2 separate regions of the Mus musculus genome follow, and region 2 is linked to region 1. A link is a contact called in public Micro-C data. All regions are on one chromosome and are shown on one strand. The core of a region is the stretch at or near the end of the contact, and the rest is flanking DNA. Distances in the headings are between cores, read along the strand shown.

The links. A called contact is a pair of places that touch in the nucleus more often than the background predicts.
Region 2: a contact with region 1 is called in a Micro-C map of embryonic stem cells, with 1.7 times the contacts expected there. The contact joins the promoter of Adgrb2 here to the enhancer-like site in region 1. A contact is called at or near these places in 1 of 484 Hi-C or Micro-C datasets (embryonic stem cells), 2 of 115 datasets of contacts at active chromatin or transcription factors (embryonic stem cells and memory CD8 T cells) and 1 of 9 other capture datasets (pancreatic islet).

The regions. Positions count from the first base shown.
Region 1 is chr4:129,880,296-129,885,175 of GRCm38.p6, forward strand. No RefSeq gene overlaps it. Among named protein-coding and RNA genes, the nearest start is that of E330017L17Rik, 23 kb to the right of the region's middle. Within about 2 kb of position 2,761, at least 237 of the 459 cell types and tissues checked have an H3K27ac peak or open chromatin away from gene starts, as enhancers often do. A contact at or near this core is called in embryonic stem cells and memory CD8 T cells, where this site is marked.
Region 2 is chr4:129,981,859-129,986,738 of GRCm38.p6, forward strand. It overlaps Adgrb2 (adhesion G protein-coupled receptor B2), which reads left to right and starts at 3,012. Exons shown (of 30, transcript NM_001290715.2): 1 at 3,012-3,449.

The DNA.
Region 1 (4,880 bases), core at 1,511-4,010:
TTCCTCTTTTGTTCCCCTCTCTCTTGCCCCTCTAGCTTGGTCTTCTTTGACCCCACTCTCTTCGTCTTCATCTCTATCCCCACCCTCCCATGGTCAGGACCAGGCTGCTGGCCATAGTCAGGTTATTTCTCTGCTCTGGATTCTTCCAGATGTCTCTGGCTGTGCTTGCCCTCATACCTACACTAGAAACCTTCCCCTAAGCCTCACCTTGGCTCGGCCATGTCCTCCTCAGCTCAGTCTATACACTCAGTGCTCACTGAGAACTGCTGCCTGGGATGGCTTCCTAGCTGCCTGAAGTTTTAGAACATTCTAGAACATCTGGAATATTCCAGTTTGCTGACAGCCAACGGCTTCAGGCTCCTCCTCTCTCCTTCTTTTCTCTCTATTCTCTCCTCCCCTCTCCTCCTTCTCCTTCCCTTTCCCCCTCCTTCCCTCTTCCCCCTCTTTCTCTTTCTCTGTCACTTTGAAAGGTGTGTGTGTGTGTGTGTGTGTGTGTGTCCGAGGCCTGTGGAAGGATGCTAAGCAAGTGTTCAGCTTCAGTCTCATGTTTCAGTTCTCATTTGTGTGAGCTCGTCACCTGCTCGGCTACTTTTATCTCTGCTATTTAATATGCTCAGAGAAAATGAAATGCCAGCCCAGAATTCTACCCCGGCAAAAACATACTCCAGGAATGAAGACTGAGCGAAGCAGAAGACACGGGGCCATTCCACAGGGCTGCACAGGGCCATTCCACAGGGCTCCCTCAACCTCCCCTCACTGCCTACCCGTTCTCTAATAAGTCCAGAAATTCGGGCAGGTGAGGAATGGACCCGTCCGATTCATTTTCTTTCCTCTTATCTCTTTGGGTTTATTTATTTTTTGAGATAAGATCTCCCTCTGGCTTTGCTGGATCTTTCTATTAGACCAGGCTGGTCTAGAATTCACAGAGATCTGCCTGAACCTCACCAAACTCAGCCCTCAGTCCAGGGCTTACCCCAATTCTGCCTTAGTTCAAACTACTATTGTCCCAGCCGTTCTACAGCAGCAGCTCCTGACTGGTCTCACTGCTTCCTTTTACTTGTCTTCTGTCTGTCTGCCTGCCTGCCTGCCTGCCTGTCTGTCTGTCAGTGTGTCTGTGTGTCTGTCTTCTGTGCGCATGTGTCTAAGTACCCTCACACAGATGCCACGTGTGGAGGTCAGAGGAGAGCTCCTAGGGGCGGATTGCTCTCAGTCACGTCTGCCTTGGGGATTGAACTCAGGCTGTCAAGCTCGGCAGCAAGCCCCCTTACCTCCTGAGCCATCTCATCCACCCTCTGTTTCTTTTCTTACCAGCCACATCCTATTTTTGGCCCAGCAGCCATTTTGGAATGTAGGGGAGATATTATTTCTCTGCTCAGTCCCTCCAAAGCCTTCCTTACCACAGAAAATGCAAATTCAGGGCCCTGACTTAATTTAATCCTACTTCTCCCTATATGTGTACAAACACACACACACACACACACACACACACACACACACATGCTTCTCCAGCCACACCTGAACCCTGCTGACCTCACACAGGTCAACTCAGGGCCCCAGCTCCACCCCCAACTCTGGCCAACTCCACTCTCCTGCCTGGAATGTCTCTGCCAGCCTCGGGACTAGCAGCTTCCTCTTCTTCATCCCCGTTCAAGTGTTCGTTCATCAGGAAGGGCTTCTCCCAACCATCTAAAACAGGAGTCCTCCCCACTTCCTAGTCCCTTCTCCACTTCAGTTTTCTCTGTAAATTATGACTGTGTAATGTTAATGTCTAGATTCTAATGTAAGCTTCCGGAGGCCAAGAACCTTGTCTCGTTCATCTCGTTAGTCCTGTGTGCCTAGAGCACTGCTGTCGAGGAGCAAGGCTCTCAGCACACACCCGTGGAACGAACTGCCGTCCTTTGTGTCTGTTTTATACCGAGAGAAAGCAAGTAAAAAATATTTTAATGCAAACATAGCTCAAGTCTCTAACTCCATCAGCTCGTTGCTAGTGAGTAGGGTTTAATTCCCTGCTTGCATTAGCGCCCTGTTTGTGTGCTGACAAGTCCTTAGTTCTCCTTAGAGGCTCCTCAGTTATCTTTGGGACTCCGTGGAGAATGGCTCATGGGAGTGGCCCTGGGCAGGTGAGCAAGAGAGAGCTCCTTGCTAAAGCTGCAGGAATTCTGTGAGCTGCTCGGTACACTGTGGTAGTGTGAAATTGGCCCCGGTGGGAATATTTACATCACGGAAGTGGGCAAATGCTGCAAAACAGAGTAGTTTAATTTTTATTTTTAAAAGAAAGAACCAGTTTCCTAACACAAGGATTCCTCAACGAGTTAGCAAAGGATGACCCCCTAGGTGTCTAGATGCTCTCCTCCCCCCCTTCCCCCCGGGCTCCTGGAGCTCCACCCCCACTGTCATCCTGAGAAAGGCAAAGTCCCTGCCAAGGCTGCATACCACATCCTGTCAGCCAGCCAAAGGTAAAGTTCAGGCCCACAGAAAGTCCTTCCCTACAGAAACAGAGCAAGTATCTAAAGTTCCCCTTGCGCCCCCCCCCCCCCCCCGCCCCTGTCCTGTACCCTTTCCTCTGGGACCATTTGGAAACTTAAAAATTGTGCACATGCCTTGGAGAGAGAGTTCAGATGTTAAAGTATGTGCTGCGTAAATGTGAGAATGGAAGTTTGGATGTCCAGGACCCATGAAAGGCTGGGTGGACGTGGTGGCCTGCTGGAAGGCAGAGCAAGCTATCTCCAGAGTAGGCTAGTGCAACCAGCCATATCGGTGAGCTCTGGGTTTGACTGAGAGAGCCTGCCTCGATGAATGAGGCAGAAAAGCAGCGAAGGAGGAACTTCTTCCTTTTCGGTTTGTTGTTCTGTTTCGAAACAGGATCTTGAAGCCTGGGCTGTAGTTCAGTGGTAGAGCATTTGCCTGCAGTTGGCTGAGATCCCCTGGATTCTATGCCCAGAGTTACAAGTTACAGGAGAGATGGGGAGAGAGAGACAGACACACACACCCACAGAGAATCAGAGACAGACAGAGACACAGAGACAGAGAGAGACAGGGACACAGACAGAGATAGAGAGATAGCAAGTGAGTGTGCTTGAGAGAGACAGAGAGACAGAGAGACAGAGACAGACAGAAATACACACACACACACACACACACACACACACACACACACACGGAGAGGCTAAAGACTGTGCTGTGGCCTCAGTCCTGAGTTTAAGTGTTCATCCTGCCTCAGCCTCCTTAAGCTGTAATTTATTTATTGCAGAACAAGTGGAGATTTATTAAAAAGAAGCCAAAGTCTAGCAAATTTGTAGGCTTAAATCTCCCAAACCAGGAAGAGGTGGTGCACGCCTTTCTTTAATCCCAGCACTCGGCAGAGGCAGAGGCAGAGGCAGAGGCAGAGGCAGAGGCAGAGGCAGAGGCAGAGGCAGAGGCAGAGGTAGAGGGGCAGAGGCAGAGGGGCAGAGGCAGAGGGGCAGAAGCAGAGGCAGAGAGGCAGAGAGGCAGAGAGGCAGAGAGGCAGAGAGGCAGAGAGGCAGAGAGGCAGAGAGGCAGAGAGGCAGAGAGGCAGAGAGGCAGAGAGGCAGAGGCAGAGAGGCAGGCAGATCTCTGAGTTTGAGGCCAGCCTGGTCTATGGAGTTCCAGGACAGTCGAGGCTACACAGAGAAACCTTGTCTCAAACAAACAAACAAACAAACAAACAACAACAAAAACAAAGGCCTCCCAGGACAGATGGGAGCTGGAGACCTCATCTGTGGCCGAGCATTCTCAGGAAGACACTGTACGTTGTGGGTGGGGCGGCTCCTGAGAAAAGGGAGCTGTTAAGCCAGGAGCCGGATGGGAAGGTTAGGATGCAAGAACGGGTAGGAAGTCCCAGGTGTGCGCAGCCGCAGAAGCCAAGGGAAGGACACTCTGTGACTGATAGGTGACCAGCTTCCATCTGGAGATCAGGCCAGAGCAGCTTGTGTGGAGGGAGAAGTGAGACGCTAGGCTGAGGAGGAGCTAACACTGGCAGGGAAGCAGAGGCTGAAAGTGGCCACAGGCAGGCTGGGAGCCGCAGAGGAAACAAAGACTGACGGACCTGGCTAGGCTGCCACATCTCGCCACTCCTCAGTAGTCTAGGATTTAGCCAGTTTTTAAATGCCCCACCAATCTCCATGGAAACCAGAGCCTTGAGCATGCTGGGTAAGCAGTCTGCCACCACGCAACTACTAGCCCTCTTCCCATATCTGACAAATTAAAGTGGCTGTTTTTTTTTTAATTTGCATTTATTTGATTATCAGTGAAGATTAGCAAATTTTGTGTGTGGAGGGCTATTTGTTTTTGAGACAGTCTCTGTTTTCTAGGCTGGCTTCCAACTCCTAGATAAATCCTGCCTCTACCTACTGGGATGACAGGCTTATACAACAAAGCCCAGTGGTGCTGGGTTGCAGGGCCTTGTGCATAGTAGGTGTGATGGTTGAATATGCTTAGCTCAGGGAGTGGCCCTATTAGGGGGTATGGCCTTGTTGGAGAAGGTGTGTCACTGTGGGCGTGGGCTTTAAAACCCTAACTGCCTGGAAGCCAGTCTTAGGGGGTTTTTGTTTGTTTGTTTGTTTTATTTATTTATTTATTTTTTTTGGTTTTTCCAGACAGGGTCTCTCTGTACAGCTCCGGCTGTCCTGGAACTCACTCTGTAGACCAGGCTGACCTCGAACTCAGAAATCCTCCTGCCTCTGCCTCCCAAGTGCTGGGACTAAAGGTGTGTGTCACCACTGCCCGGCTGGAAGCCAGTCTTCTAGCAGCCTTCAGATGAAGATGTAGAACTCTCAGCTCCTCCAGCACCATGCCTACCTGGATGCTGCTATGTTCCTGCCTTGATGATAATGGACTGAACCTCTGAACCTGTAAGCCAG
Region 2 (4,880 bases), core at 1,762-4,261, 100 kb after region 1:
GCTCTGGCCCAGCGGGAGGCGAGGCTGGGGCCAGGCGGGTGAGGCCAGGAAGCTCCCTTGCTTGACCCTCATTCTCTCATGAGCTGCCCCGCTGGCCCTGTCTTTGACGGTGTGCTGCCTCCCAGCTGGGATATTGGTGGTAGTTATTCTTAACAAAAAATATTAATTAGTTGCAAATAAGATCATTATTGTAAAAGGCCCCTCCTCAGGGCCTAGCACTTGCTGATCCATACCTTGGACCTTCCCGGACTCCGGGCTGAGCCTGCTTATGCTTTTGTATCATTCCGTACAGGAGGAAGCAGAGGCCCAGGAAACAGAAGGCATTTTCTCAAGGTCACCCAGCACAACAGTAGGTCAGAGTAGGTGGCCCCTTACTGCCTATATGTATGCATTGGGTCCCCTTCATCTCAGAGGTTCCAGAGCAGACTCTCATGGGACACAGAGCTGAGGTCACTGTCCTTTGCCCAGAGTGTAAGGATGCAGGGGTTGGCCCTTTACTCTGTTCAAGCCTTCTGTGATTGAGCTGTGGATGGTGTCTCTTCCCAGGTTATCTCAGCCTCAGGCTCCCTGGAGGGGGGTGGGGGTCCCTCCTGGGGCTAAGATGCATTTTTCTCACCCCCGCCTGGGCTGTTCAGAGAAGTAATTTCTCTTCAACCAGCTGGATTTGAATATGGAAACAATTTGTAATTACTCCAAGTCCTCCTGGGCGGGCAAGCAAGCAGGCAGGCAGGCAGGCGGGTGGCATTATCACCAGAGTGAGTCTGGAAGGGCAGGGGCTCCTGGGAAAGCAGGTGGGGGAAGCCCTCATATGGGGGGGGGCTTCCCAACATCTGTCCTAGTCCAGACAGCTGTACAACCCCTGACAACTCCTGCTGCCTCTACCCAGTTTACCTAGCTTCTCCTTCCAAGGCTGCCCGGTGAGTCCCTCAACACCCACCATTTCCATAGGGCGGGAAGTCAAGAAGTCAGGACTAAGAGAAACAGATAAATAACTTCCCTGTCTCCCGGAGGCGGCCCCTCCCGTCACCCCTTACCCAGCTGGATCTCTGAGAGCCAAGGAAGAGGGTGGCTTTAGAGATCCAGCTGCATCACATCTGTAAGAGACCTGCCTGCCTTTCTCTTGGTGCTAGGTCTCTAGCATGCAAATGATCATGAATATTCATAAAGAGGGAGGCAGGCTCCCTATAGGGAGAGGAAGGGGCTAGAGCTCTGGAGAGCAAATGTTGCAGGGACTTCCAGAGATTGGTCTTTGCATCCTTGTGAGAGCAGTCCATGTCCTAATCACGTTTCCCACTTTTGTCTACCTCCTCAAAGCTCCCAACTCCGCAACTCTGTTGCTTCTCACAGTAGGCAAGAAAAGAAGGAGCCCAGGATTTCCCACTGCGTCTGGTGGCTGTCATTGCCTTGCAGATGGCAAAGCCTGCCTGGCTCAACTCTCACACTGGTAGTTGAGCCTTCTAACTATGCCAGGGTATGTTTGAAGATGCTTATCAAGAATCCAGGAGCTCTGCCTGCCAGTGCGAGGCCCAAGGCATTGGCCTTCTCAGGGCTCCCACAGGAAAAGGGGAGGTGTAAGCCCAGACCGCCTCCCTGTTTCACACAGCTTCATAAATTCCCTTAAGGTGACAGGTGAGCTTCCTTCATCGTCCCTTATTACCTCCTTCCATTAAAGTCGATAATCTCTCCCAATCACTCACAACAAATGTCACCAGGACAGCTTTAGGGGGGAGGGACAGAGGGAAGAGACAGGAGAAGTTCTCTGCCTCTTTTTGGTAACTCCTCTGGGAAGAGGTGGGCTTTTCTCATCTTGCCACAGCCTGTAGGCGACAAAAGTCGAGTTATGGTGGGGGCGGGGGAGGGGAAGTTAGCAATGAATGGGCCGTGGACCACCTTGTCCTTACAGGACTGGTCCCTCCACGTGTGTGAACCTTCCCAAGTATGTCCCAAAGTCATTCCACCCTCGTTGCAAAGCTGCCCCCTGCTGGCTTCTCTGCCCAGAGTCATCGGATTAACCTACTTGTTTTGGCTGCTGTGGTGTGTCCCCAGTCGGCCCACCTTCCTGATGGCAACATGCCCAGGCCACAAACAGCCTGACCAGAGCCCTGAGCCATGGACATCTCTCCGGGTACCGCCTGAGCCGTGTGGGCTTAGGCTCCACCCAACTGTTCCTCGGCACAGTGCCAGGATGGGGTGGGTCTGTGCATCTCTGTGGCTTCTACACAAACAGATGCAACATGGGGGCGCCCCTGGCACAGAGAAAGGCACTTGTGGGAGAAGAGACTTGGGAAAACATGTAACATACTGCACACGTGTAGCATCCCCGTGCCTAGGGACATACAATATCACAGCGATGAACACCAGAATATGCAGTAAACATGCCACGCTGCGGGGGTATGTGTGTTGCTTCTATACCCATAGCATGCTACACACATGTGGCACCTGTGAGCTTCTACATATAATTCTTAAGGCACATGGAAAAAGCAGCATGCATTCAGGACCTGAGCGCATGTCAATGCATATGTGCAGCATTTGCATGCACCCAGCCAGGCAATATTGCAGTGCACACGCAGGGCACCTGTATGCATATATAAAGTTCAGTGCACCGAGTGTCACCTGCATGCACAGGGACACGCAATGCAATATGCACTGCATAATGGGGAGGGGGGAGAAAACGCTTTAGCCTCCACAGCTCGGGAGACCCTGGCTGCGCTAGACGCCACTAGTCTGGGGTTTCGCTGGAGGGGTATCACCGGGAGGCTCACTCTGCAGTCCAGGCGGTCACAGGCAGGGTGGGGGCTTACCCTGGGCTTCTCCCGCGCCGGCGCCTGGGGCCCAGGGTGGGGAGGGGGAGGGCGCGCTTGGCTCGGCTGGCGCTGCTCCCCCTTTAACAGGAGGCGGCGCGCGTCGCCCCCGCCCCCCCGCCCCTTCTCCCGCGGCTCCTCGCGCCCGGCCCGGCGCGCGCCCCCTCCCGGGCCCGGCCCGCGCAGGCGCCGCGTCCCGCCTCGGCCGTCACTCGGCCCGGCGCGCGCTGCGGGCAGCGGCCGGAGCGGCCGGAGGAATCCGGTTCGGTGGCAGCGGCGGCGCTGGGAGGCAGAGAGGAGGATGCGGCACCGGCGATCAGAGGCTGGGGCTGCGGCCGCCACCCGCGAATAGGAGGCGGCGCGCGGCGCGGGCGGTGCTCGGGGCGGGGAGCGGGGGGCGGCGCGGCGAGGAGGCGGCGGCGGCGGCAGGAGCCCGCGCCCGGCCCGGCGCCCGCCCGCCCGCCCCGTGCAGCTCCGCGGTGCTTGCTCTGCACCCGCCGCTCGGCGGAGCGGGAGCCTCGGGCCTCGGCGCGGCTGCGGCGAGCTGCCCTGCGCCCAGCCCGGCCCCCGCCTTAGGGATGGCAAACTTGCGCCCCGCGGCCGCCTCCACTAGCGCCGGCCCCCGCTCCTGCTGCTGACGGCGCCCAGGTGAGTGCTCGGCCCCAGACCCCGGCCGGCCCCGCACTGAACCCTCGCGCGCAGTCCCGAGTGCCCGCACTCAGGGTGCTCCGTGAGCCGGTCTTGCTTAATTCTCCTCCGGCCAGAACAGAGTCTGTCCAGCGCTCACCCAACCCCCGTCTTAAGAGGGACTCCCGAGGCCCGGGCCGAAGCCCCCTTAGTCTCCCGCGAACCCCTTTGCTACCCCCTCCCCCAGCCTGGACCGACCCCTTGCCGTCTGTGTCAAAGTCCCCCACCTTTAGAATCTTGACCCAGACTGCCACACCGCTGTCGCGAGTCTTGCCCTGTCTCGGCCAAGATCCCAGCAGTGCGCCCCCGGTCTTGATTTGAACCCCCTCTCCAACCTGCAGCTCGACTGTCCTCCCCCCTCCCCCATCTCCCCTCCTAGTCTGGCCGCGGGACTCTGGACCTCTCCTCCACTCTGCCCGGAGTCGTTTCGGTCCCCAACTGTGTCTGCTAGTGCCCTCCCCCGCGCCTGCACGGCGACCATGCTTCCCCTCTATTTCTGCCCCGAGTGCCCCTTCCCCCATATCTGCCCAGAGTCCCGCCTTCCCTTTCCAATCTCTGATGCAAGTCCCCTCCCCCTCAGCCTGGAATTGGGGCCGTGTCCCCCTTGCTCCTCCAAGCCCCTTTCCCCAGGCCGTGATCTCCATCGAACCCGCATCCGACTCCCGCGTTCGTCTTTGGCCGGACACCCGCCTCCCTCCCCCCGCATCCTTATCCTCCCACCACCGGTCTCAGAGCCAGGCACCAGACGCACTCTCCTGCACCCCCGGGGGCTGGCATGATTTGGGGGACTGGAGGCTGTGAAGTTGGCGGCCACTCCTGCAGTCGGCTCGGTCCGAGAGCACAGCAGCGGGAAATCCTCCGCGCCACGGCTAGTGCAGAACGGGCGACCAGTCTGTTGCCCGCGGGGGGAGGGGCGCCCGGACCGAGAGATGCCGCCCGCCTGCCCGCCTTGCCAGCTGCCTGCCCGGCCCCTGGGCGTCCTCTGGCGCCCCCTGCCCGCAGCCCGAGACCCACCGCCCCTTCTCGCGCGGACAACCCTGGGTTTCCGCAACCCAAGCGTTCGTTAGGTGTCTAGGTGTCTGCGGGACTGACGCTGGGAAGTCCCTGGGGAGATGAGGTTGGTGGGCGAGGCCAGGTGCCCAAACACTCCTGGTCGTAAGACTATGTGCTTTGGGGAGGGATGGTGTACAAGGGACGAGGGACGGCTCATCCCAACAGCAAGTCAGGAACCCTTTGAGTACCAGGCACAGCTCTACTGAACCTGCTTTTTAGAATGGTCTGGTTGCTTCTTGGTCTTGAGTAGGTATCCCTAGGGAGTTCCTGCCCCCCCTCCCCCCATTACAGCCTTACAAGAGAGGGACTCTATCTGGTTTGGGCATAGAGAAGGGTGTG